2 separate regions of the Mus musculus genome follow, and region 2 is linked to region 1. The links are chromatin contacts, called in public HiCAR-type maps. All regions are on one chromosome and are shown on one strand. The core of a region is the stretch at or near the end of the contact, and the rest is flanking DNA. Distances in the headings are between cores, read along the strand shown. Region 1 overlaps Rad51b (RAD51 paralog B). Region 2 has its middle 14 kb from the start of Gm36834.

What was found. HiCAR-type assays count read pairs that join an accessible place to other places.
Region 2: a HiCAR-type map of fibro-adipogenic progenitors shows a contact between it and region 1, with 4 times the contacts expected there. The contact joins two enhancer-like sites. A contact is called at or near these places in 2 of 115 datasets of contacts at active chromatin or transcription factors (bone marrow-derived macrophages and fibro-adipogenic progenitors).

Annotation. Positions count from the first base shown.
Region 1 is chr12:79,486,007-79,493,575 of GRCm38.p6, forward strand. All of the region lies in intron 7 of Rad51b (RAD51 paralog B), which reads left to right. Among named protein-coding and RNA genes, the nearest start is that of Rad51b, 190 kb to the left of the region's middle. Within about 2 kb of position 3,040, at least 102 of the 459 cell types and tissues checked have an H3K27ac peak or open chromatin away from gene starts, as enhancers often do. A contact at or near this core is called in fibro-adipogenic progenitors, where this site is marked.
Region 2 is chr12:80,001,803-80,009,371 of GRCm38.p6, forward strand. No RefSeq gene overlaps it. Among named protein-coding and RNA genes, the nearest start is that of Gm36834, 14 kb to the right of the region's middle. Within about 2 kb of position 3,924, at least 33 of the 459 cell types and tissues checked have an H3K27ac peak or open chromatin away from gene starts, as enhancers often do. A contact at or near this core is called in fibro-adipogenic progenitors, where this site is marked.

The DNA of each region.
Region 1 (7,569 bases), core at 1,790-4,289:
TGGAATGTGCACATGTGCAGGTCCCTTTGTATGTCTGAAGAAGACCTTGGAGACCTGGAGCTGGAGTTATAGGCAGTTGTGAACCTGCTGTGGGTGCTGGGAACTGAAGTTGGATCCTCTGGAAGAGCAGCAACAGCTCTTAACTGCTGAACCATCTCTCAGCCCCTGCCTAGCAGTTATGTAGGTTCTGGGGTTGAAACTCTCCTCCTCATGCTTGTTGGATGAGGGCTTTATTCTCAGAGCATCTTCCCCAGCCTTCCGTATAAGTCTTGATTACTATCCAGGCATCATAGCCCATGCCCTAATCTCAGCACCTAGATGACAGAGGAAGGAGACTCAGCAGTTCTAGGTCATCCTTACTACATAAGTTCAAGGCCAATAGTCAGCTACATGAGCTCTTTCTGACCTCTTCCCCCTAAATTCATGAATAATAGCATGGGTTTTACTGAGTGCTTGTTATATTTTCAGTACTTTTCTAAGTACTACATGGGCTCTAATTCCTCTGAACCTCCAGAAACTCAATGTTTCTGCTTCACTGCAGCAATATTACCTTCAGAAAGACCACACATTTTATGTGTAGAACACGTTCGTTCTGGAGCCTGCTGTTAATCACTATTGTGCTGTCTTTCACGTAGGATGCTGACAGAGAGCCTTATCCTCAAATAGCAAAGTGCAATAATTATTTAATTGTAGAAAATATAATCAGGTATTTTAGGGGGGGAGAGTCAGACCATTTAAAATAAATCTCTGTGTGAGAAAGGCTTTTCAACATATAAAACTTACACACCATAAAATGCAATATAATCAAATGCTTAAGGAGATTAATGTATAGCTAGAAAATCCATTATAAGCTGAGTCAAATGGCAAATGAAAATCTGGAAAAAATATCACAGACCATGGACTTCTTTTTCTAGTGCATAAAGAACATCTCCAAATAAGCAAAAAAATGATGACCAAACTTAGACCAAAACTTGGTTAAAAACTAGAGATAAATCACAGAAAAATAAAAACAAATGTATTTTAAACTTTTGAAAAACATGCTACCTTCTTTCATAGAGCTAAAAATTCAAATATCATTTGATAATAAATAAATATTCATTGATTACATTATTGAAGATCCTTAAATTTTGTTCAGGTCTGAGTTGGCTTAAGTTTAGTACCACACTATTGATAGAATGCTAAATTGTTTTATATTTTGTGGACATTTTATTAACTTTAAAAGTATGTATCCTTTCACTAAATAATCTACCTTAAGGAGTTTTTTTTTCCATTTTACTCTCATTTAAATAATATTCCTGGTATTAGTATAAGTATTATACCATTTCGTAGGATAGCAGAGGAACTGGGGGAGGGGCGGAGACCATCAACATGGGATTGACCAAATAAATTGGTCTGTATCATAGAATAGTGCAGAAAATTTTATTAAAAGAACATAGGCTTTTTACATTAGTAATGAAACAAAATCCAAGGTGCCTTGTAAATAAAGCACACCAAAAGCAAAACACCAACATGCCAGCCTAAGTTGCACTTTTTTTTTTTTAAATAGATCGCTTCTGTTTCTTAAAAGATTATTCCAGCATTGAGAAATGATATCTGGAAACACATGACAACAGAGGCTCCTCTGCACTGCCAGTCTCCTCATAGTTTATCGCATGTCCAGACACTGCCTGTTCCCCTAAAAGAAAATTAACCACATCCGTGTAAGCAATTTAACCTTTTGAAAAGTGGGATTATAATCAACTCCTGGTGGCATTTGAAAGGTTTTACTGAAAAGACCTTTACGCACATGAAACAGCGTGGGGTTTCATTTACACTTCTTGGACAGCCAGCTCTGCTGGCCCTGTTGTGATCTGACTCAGTGTTCCTGCAGGTTCTGAGTATCTCATAACAATGCATTAACTCCCTGGGTTCCATGATTAGTAGGCCGTGGGCTGGGGACCTGTACCATGATAGTTATATTATCTGGCACAAGTAGACGTTTGAAAGGTGGAAGTCCTTTTCTCAATTTAGAAGAAGTGTAATTTTTAGTGGAAGTGCATCTTATAATAAGTATACATGAAAAGTGGTGCCTTCATTTTGGAAATGTCTCAATGGAGCCAGAAATCCTGCCTGATGTAGGTTCAGCCTTGTTTTTCCCGTTCTTCCCGATGCTCCGTGAGGCAACTGAGGAAACAGGGTCATCACAGTAAGTCAAGCCTCTGCATTCCTGACGGCAGAGCACGAGTGTTAGGAACCCCCTTTTTTTCAACAGCAGATTGCTGCGATGCGGTACCTTCTGATTTCTAATGAGACACGAAGGCCTCTGTGTACAAGACAGTTTCGCACTTAGATGCTGACGGCTTTGTTCTCTGAGGCCATAGAGGTTATTTTTCCTAAGTTGGAAGAGTAGACTAGCTTCTTGGTGTACACTGAGTTTGCAAGTTTTTTTTTCTTTTTCTTTTCTCTTTTCTTTTTTGTTCTTGCTGATGTTCTTTTTTAATGATGAATAGCCCTTGAAATTCTGTAATACTAAAGGGGAAAGTCAGGTTGTCTTATTCTCATTTCAAAGATGAGATGGATGTACAGTTGAAAGAGATTATGCAACTTTCTCAAGCTCTCATGGAAAACAGGTGACAAAGCTAAATTTTCCCACACAATGTCATATTGGGATGAGAAATGCATCCTCCTTAGCGTATTACATCAATGAATCGTGTGCTTTGAGAAGCACTCGGGCCAGCGGGAACATCGCTGAACCTCATCCCAGGCACACGAGAAAAACGGTCTAAATCTAGGCCTGTGTTGTTCATTCATGTACATAGCATTCAGAACAAAGTCAGTTCTACATCAGGCCCTTGGAATCGCAGGCCGTCAGGGAGTGAGAAATTGATTGTCTTCTGTTACTTCTCCTTTTTAATCCCCTCATTTTCTCTGGTTGGTGTTCTTAGATGCCAGAGGCCAGTCGCTGCTGCCAGATGACTGGGCTCTGCTGGCTCATCAAGGGGCCGTGGCAGCACTTGTTTCCATGAGAGCTGGAAGACCAGATGCAATGGAAAAAGCACAGGCCGTTGTTTCTAAGTAGCTGGCAGTGTGATTCACAGTGGCCTGTATAATGTGAATGGAATCTGATAGCTCTTGGAACCGGGCTTCATGAGTAAAGTTACCGTGTTGGCAAGCTGAGCAGAGGCGGAGTGCTTGGTTAACATGTTCATATCCGGGCTTTTAGGAATAATCTGTGCAGTTTAACTTCAGCTCTTTCGGGTTTCCAAGTAGACTAGATATTCCTGAAAGGGGTATTGCCCAATTTCTAGGTGTATTTAAGGGATGTGATTTTTGAAGGCAAATTCCTTTTTGTGTGACAAGTAAATTAACATTAAACATCATGTATTCTGCCATGAAATTCAGTGGTAGGTTGTTCTTAGGACTCCATTTCTAGACATGCGTGGTGGCTTATGCCTTTGGTCCTAAGGCTGAGATGGCTGAGGCAGGAGGGCCTAGGAGTTCATGATAACATAACCAAGCCTTGTCTCAGCAAGGCAAAGCAAAAGGACAGTGAATCCTTCTACTTCTAAAGAAGCCCGTTCTCAGAGTCATTTAAAAGGTGTAAGAAATATAGTAGGCCCCAGGGGTCTCATGAGGGCAAATGAAAATAGAGTTTTCAAAGTAGTTGTAAACTAACAATGGAGTCACAGCAGCATAATAACTCATAATAATTCAGATGTTTTCCCAGGGATTTTCTGACTTTGACATAATAATTATGAATAAATGGTGGCTGCATTATATACACCTGTGTTTTGTAGTCATGTAGTTTCTTTATGCTAATGTTGTTGTTCCCTATAGTAACAACAAAAATATGTTCATTAGACTATAAATATTCATATTCATCCTTAGTCCTTTCCTTGTCTATCAAGCTCTATCCAGCCTTAATTCCTAATGCATTTACTGCCTTTTTTTGTTGTTGTTGTCATTTATTGTCTTTTTCTGGGTAATCACTTTGCTCTTTTGTGTGGCGGGGGGAGGGGAACTCTGGATAATTGCAAATGTCTTGCTATCCTTATGGACTAATCTGTGTTCTGTCCGCCTACATCATCACAGGCTTTATTGTGAGTCGCAGTCAGAAGAGTTCTAGGCAAATGAGAAGGGTTTTATGTTGCGACACCTCCATCAGTCTCGATTGCTGAGCTGAAGAAGAGGCTGTGCAGTGACTCTTGTGACAGCGGAGGTGCTCTGAACTCCCTGGATGGATGCCTCACCTCCAGCATCTGCTCCATCCCCAGAAGCGAGCAGCTTGTTTTCCAATCAAGGCGTACTCTGCAATTCGACCCTTTTTTTTGGAAATTAGGTATACTTTCCAGCATATATGCTTAGAGGCCCTTGGGTATTTGAACCATTTCCTAGTCTACTTTCCCAGACATAAGAGATACCATGTGTGAAGTATGTGGAATGAAAATGTCAAGGTGTTTGGGTGGGTTCTTTCTACAGAAAATATATTTGCTTATTGCAGTTTCTCTGCGAAGACTTTAAAGTGATTTAAGGACAGTTTAAAATCACCTCTTTAGAGCTGAAATAATTTATGTCTGCTGTGTAAATAGAACCTTCCAGAGTATGAACCGATGAGCCACCTCAACTCCCACCTCTTTTATGAAGCCTTCCTCAGTGCCCTTGTTAATAAGAAGAGTAGTCATCCTCTGCTTGCCTTTCCCAAAACACATTGACCTTTCCTGAGCGTGGTAATATCATAGCCCAGTCGACCTTGAACTCCAGTTCTTTCATCTCTTTCTCGTTCACTTTTGAAATTAGAGAAGGGCTTTTGTTAGGCTCATGCCCCCCCCTCCGCCCCAGCTATACATCCCAACTGTTGTACTACCCCATGCCCACCCTACCTGGGTTCCCCTCTGCCTATTGCCTCCTCAGTGCTGCGATTATATGATCTTAAAAGCAATTGCCATCCACATACTGTGGAATGATTCATTTATGTAGCTGTCTCTTCTATTACACTCTGAATTCCATGGGGACAGAGCCATGCTTCTCCACCTGTGTTTCCCAGGGCCAGGCGTGGTGCTGGCACACAGAATTACGTTTCTATTGGATGAATGCTGGACTTTATTCATCTTGCGTATATATGGATTTGGAAAGGCAAAAGCCCATTTTCCACAGTTAACTGTACTGCAAAACAGTTTGAGGAAACTATTGCATCTTATAGTAACATATCCATGTACATCTCTGGAGAGCTGTGAATGCCAGTGTATTCCACTTCATTACATTTATCTTTCATGGCAGGAAAGTTATGTTTGTTTCCTTTTACTTTAAAACCCAAATTTGGTAGTCTGTCATTTCTTGTAGAAGGTTAAAAGTTGATTCAATTAAACTTTTTTTTTGAATTCCCATTATATCTAGTGATAGAACTGCCTGTCAAGTGGCCTGTTCTACCATTTTCCACCTAAGAAATGTAAGCAGCCTGTGTCTTGGCATCACACCTAATGCCCAAGTTCCCACCATAGCGCCTAGAGAGTATGAGAGGTGATCAATAAGTATCTACTGAATAAAATGTATCTATGAACAATTAGAAAAACCTATAGAATTTCTTCAGAGTAGAAGTTGGTTTTACTGTTTGGGAAGGGTTGGTGGGGTCCAATGAATTTTCAGCTTCAAACAGCTGGAACTGCTTGAATATGATATTGCAGACTTAGCATGTGAGTCTGGCATTAGTTGTACCCCCGTCCCTCCCCAAATTGATACTGCTTCCTTTGTTTAGGAGCTTAATATTACTTCTTTTTGTATCGCTTAAACATTTCCCTAGAGAAACAGACCTTCAGAAAAGGTAACATAAGGAGACACCAACTGGATCCCCAAAGCTCCCCAGCCAGTGCATCTTTTGTAAGTCACATCAAATAGGGTAGCTGCGCAGGATTCCCTGTGAAGGGCTTAGAGATGTTCGTTATCTCTGTTCTTTAAGGAAATGACTTTGTAAAAATATATTACTGTCAAGCAAGTAATTGTCTTATTCTCAGCAACATGAAGCATTTTAACCTCTCAAGATGATTTTAGTAACTCTCTGTTTTGAAATGTAGTAAGTAGTTTGTCATTGAAATATTTTTTTACCCCAAATATAACTGCCTAGTTATGAGGTCTTCTCTTGGATGGGATGAAGCAAGGTACTCAGAACTGTCTGCTACATTAAACCTTTCTCCTGTGGTCTCAAGGCCCTGGTCTGCTTTGGGGGAAAACTACAGAAAGATCTCTTGGCAGTGGATCTTAGAGACCACCATTTTGGAACTTTCGTTTCACCGGTGAAGAAACTGAAGTCTTGAAGTCTTAAGTGACTTGCATCAGGTCACACAACCCGCCGTTGGTCTCTTGAGAACTAGCTCAATCCTGGCTTTTCTGGTATGACTCATAGGACTTTCTTTGTAGAGAGAAGACAGATGTTCACTCCCAGGCAAACACTAGCTTTTGAAACTGTCAAAATTCTGTGGGTTAAGACTTCAGAGGGATAAATACATAGCTAAAAACCATTTAAATATATCACATTATTCTTGAGGGAGAAAGACACATACAAGGGGAAACCTACACATCACAGATAGGATCTTCTCACGAGTGTGGGAAGTGATGGCTGTATTTAGTTTATTTAGAAGTCAGTAGTGCTGAGCCACAGGGCATTATCAACAGTTGTCCTGAAGAGGATGATCCCAAAGGACAGATGTGACTGGGAAGGAAACAGCAGGTAAACATTGGCAGGGAGAGGGTGTGTCAGTTAGAAAAGATTGCACTCAGTTCCAGCAGTATAATCCACGTGCCTCCTCGCCATGAGCAACTTTTATCTAGTGCACCTGAGAGTCAGTGAAAGGGATTGCAGTGTACAGACCTGTAGGCCCTGCTGCCAGCATCTGATGCCCAAGAATCTCCAACTTTTAAAAGTCCGTGTGTGTGTGTGTGTGTGTGTGTGTGTGTGTGCGTGTGTGTGTGTGTAGGGGGTGGGGGGTTGGAGAGATTGCTCAACAGCTAAGTCTATACTGTACTTACAGAGAGCTTGAATTTGGTTTCCAGTTCCCACATTGGGTGGCTCATACCCCCCTATAACTCCAGCTCCAGGAGATCCTCAAACACCCAAATATACATGCACATACCCCCATACAGGCATGCATGCATACCCATAATTCAAAATTAAAAACAAATCTTAAAATTTCCTATATGACATGGAGTCCAGTTGGTGAAGTATGACTTGAGGAACTGGAAGAATGGCTTTTAAAAAAATAAACACTGGACATTTTGTTTAAATTAAAATGAAGATATTTGTGTTAATTTTATTCATGGATTTAATTCAAGAAAATCTATATAATAGAAAGTTGAAGAACAGGCAGGGGAGTAAAGCAACTGACTTAGTTGATAGGCGTGTCTGTTTCTGTTGCAGTGTAGTCACAAACTGAGCAGCCTAAAACAACATTCATTCATTCACAGCTCACAGTTCTGCGGGTCAGGAGTCAGGGACAGTGCTGGCTAAGTTCTCTGTGTAGACTGAGATCAAGGTGTGGGCCAGCAGTTTTCATCCAAGTGTGCTCCTGTTGTTGGCTATGCTCATTCCTAGGCAGCCTT
Region 2 (7,569 bases), core at 2,674-5,173, 520 kb after region 1:
TATTTTCATACTCATGGAAACAGGGCCCTGTTGATCTCAGAGGCTCCCAGATTAAGCCTGAGTCTCTATTTTTAATCTCTCCGGAAATAAGCAAAAAAAGAGAAGTCTAATTTCAAACAGACTGGACTTTACATAGGAAATATGTAGGTCCCCTGAGACTCCTAGAAATTGTCTGAAACCCAAAGGCCCCACTTGCTTCCCCCACACCCCCTCTCCAGAGCACTAGGCCACGCCCAGGAGGCCTGGGGCTGCAAGAGAGAGTGTTTGCAATCAAAAGTCCAACCTTGGCTTGGACTGGCCAAACCAGCCCAGCCAGCTAGCCTACTGTGCCTGAGGGCAGGGGTTCTGGGTGAAGAAAGAAAGGCATTTGCCCACAGCCTGCACCCTGGCTTTGGGAGGATTCTTCTCTCACCCCCATTGCTTTTGAGTTTTCTGGTTTTTTCCTCTACTCTGAGGCTTGTCAAGTTCCAGGCAAGAAAGCATAAAAGGATTCCAAACAGCACCATCAAGCCCACCACTCTCTCTCTCTCTCTCTCTCTCTCTCTCTCTCTCTCTCTCTCTCTCTCTCTCACACACACACACACACACACACACACACACACACACACACACACACACACACAAACACACTTCCTACTCCACAGCATTCCCATCAAAATCCAATTGCACACAGTTCTGGGATCTGGAGCCAAATGAGGCCCAGTAAAAGCTTTGAAACCATTCACATGGCCCCTAGCCCTCCATAAGAGTTCCATAGTTAAAGTTCCAGCCAGAATCCTGGGCCTTGCTGGCAACCCGTGCTGCTGGGTCACTGTGGGAGGTGGGACAGGGCCCTGTAGCCTGCTGTGCCTCAGTTTCCCTGCCTGTCAGTTTAGACAACCATGACGATGGCTAATTCTGAATTGTCTGCCTGCTGGTGGGATCAGGCACTGAGGGGGGCTCAGATTTATGGCATGGAAGTCTAGGAATGAGCCAAAGTGGAGGGACTAAATTGGGTTGGGTGCCCGGCTCCCAGAAAGGCAGCCAGGGAAAATTAGACACGCTGCTGAGAGAACTATCCCGATGACTTCACAGAAGGCTCCTGCTCAGAAACAGCCACTGTGTTATTGTAACTTTCACAGCCTGGGCCAAGCTCTTCCTGGTAACGGGAAGTTTGGGATTGAAGTCGTCCGTGTACCCGGCTGTTACCGAGGTCACCCTGGGAGCTGGGGCTCTTCCAAAGGAAGCCAGCATGGGGCTTCTGGGCTTGGCGGAGTGGCTGGACAGATGGACAGTCTCTGAGTAAAAAAGTCATGGTTGTAAGGCAGGCGGGGAGGCGTGGCAAGCCCCCCTGCTGCAGCTACCTTGGTGGGAGTAAGTCTTTATGGCGTACCTCTGCCACAAAGCCTCTTGGTCTCCAGAAGCCATGTTCGCAGCAGTAAGCCAAGAGCCCAGACAGAGAAAGGGCCCAAGAACTACTACCATAGCTCCCCCACATACACCAACCCCCGGACCACAAACCTCCAGGCCCACATAATTCCCAGCAATGGATTTTCTTCTTATCCACTAAACCCTGTCCATTGCCCTTCTAGCCATTTGCTCTTTTTAATCTTCCTTTTATGCAAAAAATAAACAGCTCCGTGAAGTTTCATCCCACCCTTGTCTTCCATCGGCGTGCTTCAAATGATTACGAGAAAGCTTGGTTCACGTCGTCCAGCGAACCAGTCTAACTAGGGTTTGCCTCGTGGATGTCTACCCCTGAACTGATTTTTTTTTTCTTTCCCACCACTGCCGGCTCTCAGCCACTCATCCATCTCCTGCTCATCTCTGTTGGAAACGCGACCAGCCAGGACCAGCCAAGCCAAACAGGTGTCAGTACGCACTCAGACTCTCCAAGGATGAGAGCTCTTCTGTGGCTACCAGATTGTACCCTGACGCTGGCCAGCTCCTGGCGTCTGCCCCTGGCCCTCCCAAGATGGCAGTCTATGGGGACATAGTTCAGACACTCGATCTGGTTTCTTCCAAGTCTGGTTCCATTGGCAAAATGAAACTCCCTGCCAAGAGAAAGCCAGCTTGTCTTGTCTACGAGGCACCCATGGTACCTGGCAAGTCACCCACGCTGAGATGGCAAAGGACCCTTGGAGACTTCCACACTTGGTGAGCCATTGTGAGGAGGGAGGGAGACAAAAGGAAGATTCCCGAAGCAAATGTCAGATGCTCATAACACAGTCTTATTCTAGAAAACAGCACATGGGGCAAAGATGCAATGACAAACATAAAACAACTAGTTCTTGCAAAAGGAAGGAAGGGCAGGAGATTGTACACAGGACCTTAAAAATGTAAAGCTTCCCATAGCATGGTTGTCTCACCTCTCCAGTCTGTGTGCTACTCCTCTCTTCTGCCCACCTGAATTCACATTCACAGGCTTACACACCTGGGGGACTACTATCCCTGCCTACTTTGTTGCTGTCACCCATCTTCCAGTTTCCAACTCTGTCCTCTCTGGCATCTCATCCCGCTCCCTAACAAACCTTCCAGAGGCCTGGAGATACATTGCCTCTTCCCTCCGCCTCACATCCTGGCTACTTCCTCCCTACACTTTGTTTCCACATCAGTGGCTACCCCTATCTGTCCTCTGATGCAGATGCACAGGGCCTTGCCTTTCTAATGAGTCTCTGTATCTCCAACCCTGTCTTAAAGTATTTTTGTATGCCCCAGGGACATCTCCACAGTGCTCTGAACACTGTCAGACCTTGGACAGTGCTTACGTAGTTGACTGATTATCCAAAATGGATTTTGAGGGAACAAATGGATACAGAGTCATGAGGAACTATGGAAAAGTTAAATGAAGCTGTGAGCCTGGGACCGGGCAGTTCCTTCTTGGGGGCAGTAGTTTAATGGGTTTTCCATTCTAGGCAATCCCCTGATAGCCCTAGAATCCCACAGAGACCCAAGGAGGGAGGTGGCTGGGTGAACTGTGTGCTCTGCAATCAAGCAAGACCATAAATGCAGATCCAGGCAAGCTAAGCGACGTTAGCTTTGCAGCTGCAGGTGATGAGAACGGTATTTATAGGCTCGATGACATGTCAGAAGTGGTGAGTCCCAGAGGCTGGGACTGGAGCTGGACATCCTGAGACCCCGATGTTCTGTTTTTGTTCTCCTCCCTGTCCTTCCCTCCTGGAGCCCCTGGAACTTTCCATGTAATTTGGATGAAAGCAGAAATCATCTGTTGTTTCTCAGTCCTTACTCATACTAGGGAAGGATTTAAAAATCTGCTTTGTAGAAGGGTGGTTTGTAATGAGTGGAAAGATTCTATTGCCTCAAAAACGGCATTTGCCGTTACGTCAAAACCTTCTTCAGAAATTTTCACAATTCTAGGCAGAGACAGAAGCTATTCTGTCTTCTGAGACCCGCAGGGACACAGGGCTAGGATTGGCACTGGACAGTCCTTATTGGTAGATGAACACATCTTAGACAAGAAGTTCTAGAGAATCCAGGTTCACCTGATAAAGACTTTTATTTGGGGGGTTCTGGAGAGATGGCTGGGTAGTTAAAAGCACAGAGGACTCAAGTGCAATTTCCAGCTCCCACATGGCAGCTCACAACCATATGTAACTCCAGTTCCGGGGAATCTAACGCCCTCTTTTGGCCTCTGTCAGTACTGCATGTACATGGTACACATTCGTGCAGGTAAAGCACCTATACACATAAAAATAAAAATAGATAAATCTTTGTCAAACGAACTTCCTTTTTCCATAAGCCTCTTTCTTTCATGACAGATAATAGAACCCAAGGCAAATCTACGAGGAGAGGGACCAAATCCTCTGCCATTTATGACCCAAAAAAATGCGGAAATCACTGTTTTCCTTCAGAGCCGTGTAAAAAGGACTAGCCAAAGAACAAATTACAAACAGCTACACAAGCATCAGGGAAGTCCCATAGATCATAAGGGATGGAAAATAACCATGAGATCATCAGGCTCATCTCCTGTGGGGCCTGACAGCCAGGACACAGCCGTGCAAACCCCATCTAAGAGCGTCCTGGCCATGGAGTCTCTGGCTTCGCACTGTGAACAGTGTCTCCCATGCGATCTCAGACAGGCCGCAGCTACAAACCACGGCCAGAACATTCTCTACAGGGCAGGCTGGGTTTTTTGTTTGTTTGGTTGGTTGGTTTAGGGTTTGGGTTTTTTTTTTTTTTTTCCTCACTGTTTGTAAGCAACTCTAAATATTTATCCACAGTTCACCCAACCATGCTGACCAGCGCTGTATACTAGCCAGACCTGGTCAAGCTTAAACGTGCATCAATTCCTGTAGTGACTAAGGGCAATCTTTTAGCTATCAATTCGGGGGGATGTTGGGCCTATTTTCATGGTGAGGAAAGCAAATATAGCTCCTCTGTACCAAGAAATCAAACAAAAATAAGGAGCTGAACTAGAACTTTTCTAATCAAAGGGAGTATACAGAGTGAAATACATACACAACACACTACACACACACACACAACACACACAATAAATACTCAGTGTAAAAACTTTGGAGGATACACAAAATCACAAACAGAAAACCTTCCTTCTGGTATTTCTCTTTCCATAGCCACTTCTGTTTTAGTGTGTGATGATATCGTGTTATATTATATATCATATATACAGTTATTTATCATAAGATATGCTATATATACATATCACATATATAGTTATTTGCATGTATACTTGCATTTAAGCATATTCTTAGATATCTCACTACAAATTTCCCAGGAAATGGAAGAAGTCATCAGTGTTGTCTTCTAGTTTCTTCGAAGGATGGCTCTGAGTGTCTCACAAACTTCTTCCAAGCAGGCACCACCTCCTAGTCTGTAATGTGTCCCAATACTACCATGAAATCATAACTCCAACTATAGGTTGGCCCATACAAAACCCTCATTATGCAGCTCCTTCCCCAAAGCCCATTTCTGGACATTGCATTGGGGACTAACCTTCAGTCAAGCCTTTGGGAGATGCTTTACAGTCAAACTATAATAGTACCATGGGATGGGTCAGAAGTGACTGAAGGGAGGGACTAGATGTCTAGGTACATAGGTGTGAGACAGCTAACTTGAGTCTCTAGTTGTTTCTGATTCCTTATAGGCTCGGCTTGTCAATAGAAGTGGTAAGAAAAGACCTGGTCTGGAGTTAGGACTCGGACCACAGTCACTAACCAGTTTTCTAAGGCTGGTTCGGTCCAACTCAGTTGGGTTAATTCAAAGATGTAGAAGCTCCATCACCAGTGATCTCAAAACCAAAAGAGTTTAATTTCTATACGACTGTGGTGCACAGGTTATAGAAAACGAGGCTAAGTAGATTCTGAGAGAGCCCAGCAATGAAAAAAAATCCCTGACACTGGCCCAATCTGTTGGTCTAGCAAGTTTCTGAGAGTTAACACAAGCACTGTCCATTCATCTTTTATCTCCTTGCCTCCTGCACGTCTGCATTCTCTAATCCACCTGCCTCACACACCCTCACTTCCATACCTTGCTCCCATGAGGGCTGATGCTAGTAACAAACCCCCAGGTTTGTGGTAAGAAAGTAGTAGTAGTAGTAGTAGTAATAATAGGATCATTAGTATAATGTGGTGATGTCTGATAATAGTGCTAATTAGCATCACTATTGTGTATCACGTATGCTTTTTCATAGTGTTCCAAGCACTGGGTAAGCACTTTTCATATACAGTGCTAAATTCCAACTCAAATGCACAAGCTCATAGTATGTATGGAATAACTTATGTGGTAGGTGCCACCATGAACATCATTTTACAGTGAGAAAACCCAGTCACAGGGAGGTTAAAGCGATTCTTCTGGGACTATATAGCCATCAGATGGAAGCCAAACCCCCACCCCCTGCATCCTAGTAATCTCTGACTCTCCGCCCTCACAGTTGGTGGCCCAAGGACTCTGAAGCTGGACCAAGGCAGACAACTGCATTGGGTTTGGGAAAGCAGGCTGAGTCGTAGAGGAACCGGAGAATTTAAAACTATGCGCAAGAACCTTGAAACGATGTCTCAGTAGGCAGAGGTTTCAGAGTACCTATGTATGACTTTTGCTTTGCTGCTGGGTTTGAGAGATCCAGAGTGGAATTTGCACAACTTGCACACTGCCAAGGCAGTGTCAGCGTGCAGGAAGGTATGCATGTCTGTACTCGCACGGGCCTTCTGAGGAGACACGAATGTTGAGCCCCCCCTGCTGAAGAATGCAGCAAGGGAAGGTGCCTCTGTCTCGCTCTGATGGCTTTCAAGTGAAGCTCTCTGCAGGCATCCATTCATGCGCTCTGCACCTGAGATACTGACTGTGACAAGCCTGTTGGCCCAGTATCCAGGGATTGTGTCTCTACATGCAGGCAGGGCCAGCAGGAGGGCAGCCTTATCCTCAGAAGTGGTGTGTTCTTCTCATGGGGCCATACTAGACTGGGGAGATGGCAGCGGGGTGGGGGTGGGGGTAACTGTTGAAGTGAGAGACCTTTGCAAGCACAGAGACTCAAAGAAGAATAACAGAAACCTGTGAGATGTTTCCCCCTCATTTGGCCTTGAGAGTGGCCCAGTAGAGATGTTCTTTCTTGTGGTACAGCTGAGGAAACTGTGATTAAAACTAGAAAGAGATTTTTGGAACCTCACACCTTGTCTTTCAGCTCCTATTTCAGGCCATCACATAGAGCACCATCTTGAGCATGGCAGCATTTAAAATATCAAGCAGAATGGGGACATTTTTGACCCTAACCTGGGCTTCTCCTGGGGAAACCACCTCTGGACAGTCAGCCTGGACTGTTCCATTAATTCGAGTGGTGGGGCCCAGTCTGGAGTCTGAACTGTCTGTCTGTCTGCGCTGCTTCCCCTACTGAATTGGCTGCTCTTCTCATGCTGTGACAGAATAACTGACAGAAACAACCTAAGGGAGGAAGGGTTTACCTTAGCTCCTGGTGTATAATTGTAGAGTCCGCCACGGCTGGGAAACCATGGCTGGAGAATTGGCATCGTGGGGCAGCTGATGGGATCAATCAGGAAGCAGAGAGCTGAAGGCAGTGTCAGAGCCAGCGGAGGACCCTTAAGCCCTGCCCCTACAGCCCTCTGTCTGCCAGCAAGACCCCAAACAGTGTGACTATCTGGGAACCAAGTGTTCGATCATGTACAGCTGTGGGAGGCACTGAACATTTAAAACACAGCACCTTCCCTGTCCTCTTTAATGTGAGACTACCATACTTCTTCCATCACTTCCCAAGTTGTCTTCATGGAAGGAAAATTAGGCAGTTCTCTTCATGTTCCCTGTTCATTGCTCCTTGTTGGTTCTATGCCCTATGTCCTGTGAATCCTGTGTGTAGCGACACCAAGACTGAGACCATGACCAAGAGTAAAGGACACAGGATTTACAGGACATAGGGCGTAGAACCAGAGGCACCCAGATGGGGAGTTAGCTGATGTAAGTGGGATGCTTTTACTAAGCTTTGTGTATGGAATCACTGCAGTTGCCAATGAGCCAAGGAGTGACGGACCTATTGTCCTACCTTTTTCTTGGCCCCTTCCTCCCTGCCCTGGCTTCTAGCCCCTCAAAACTATGTGAGTAATT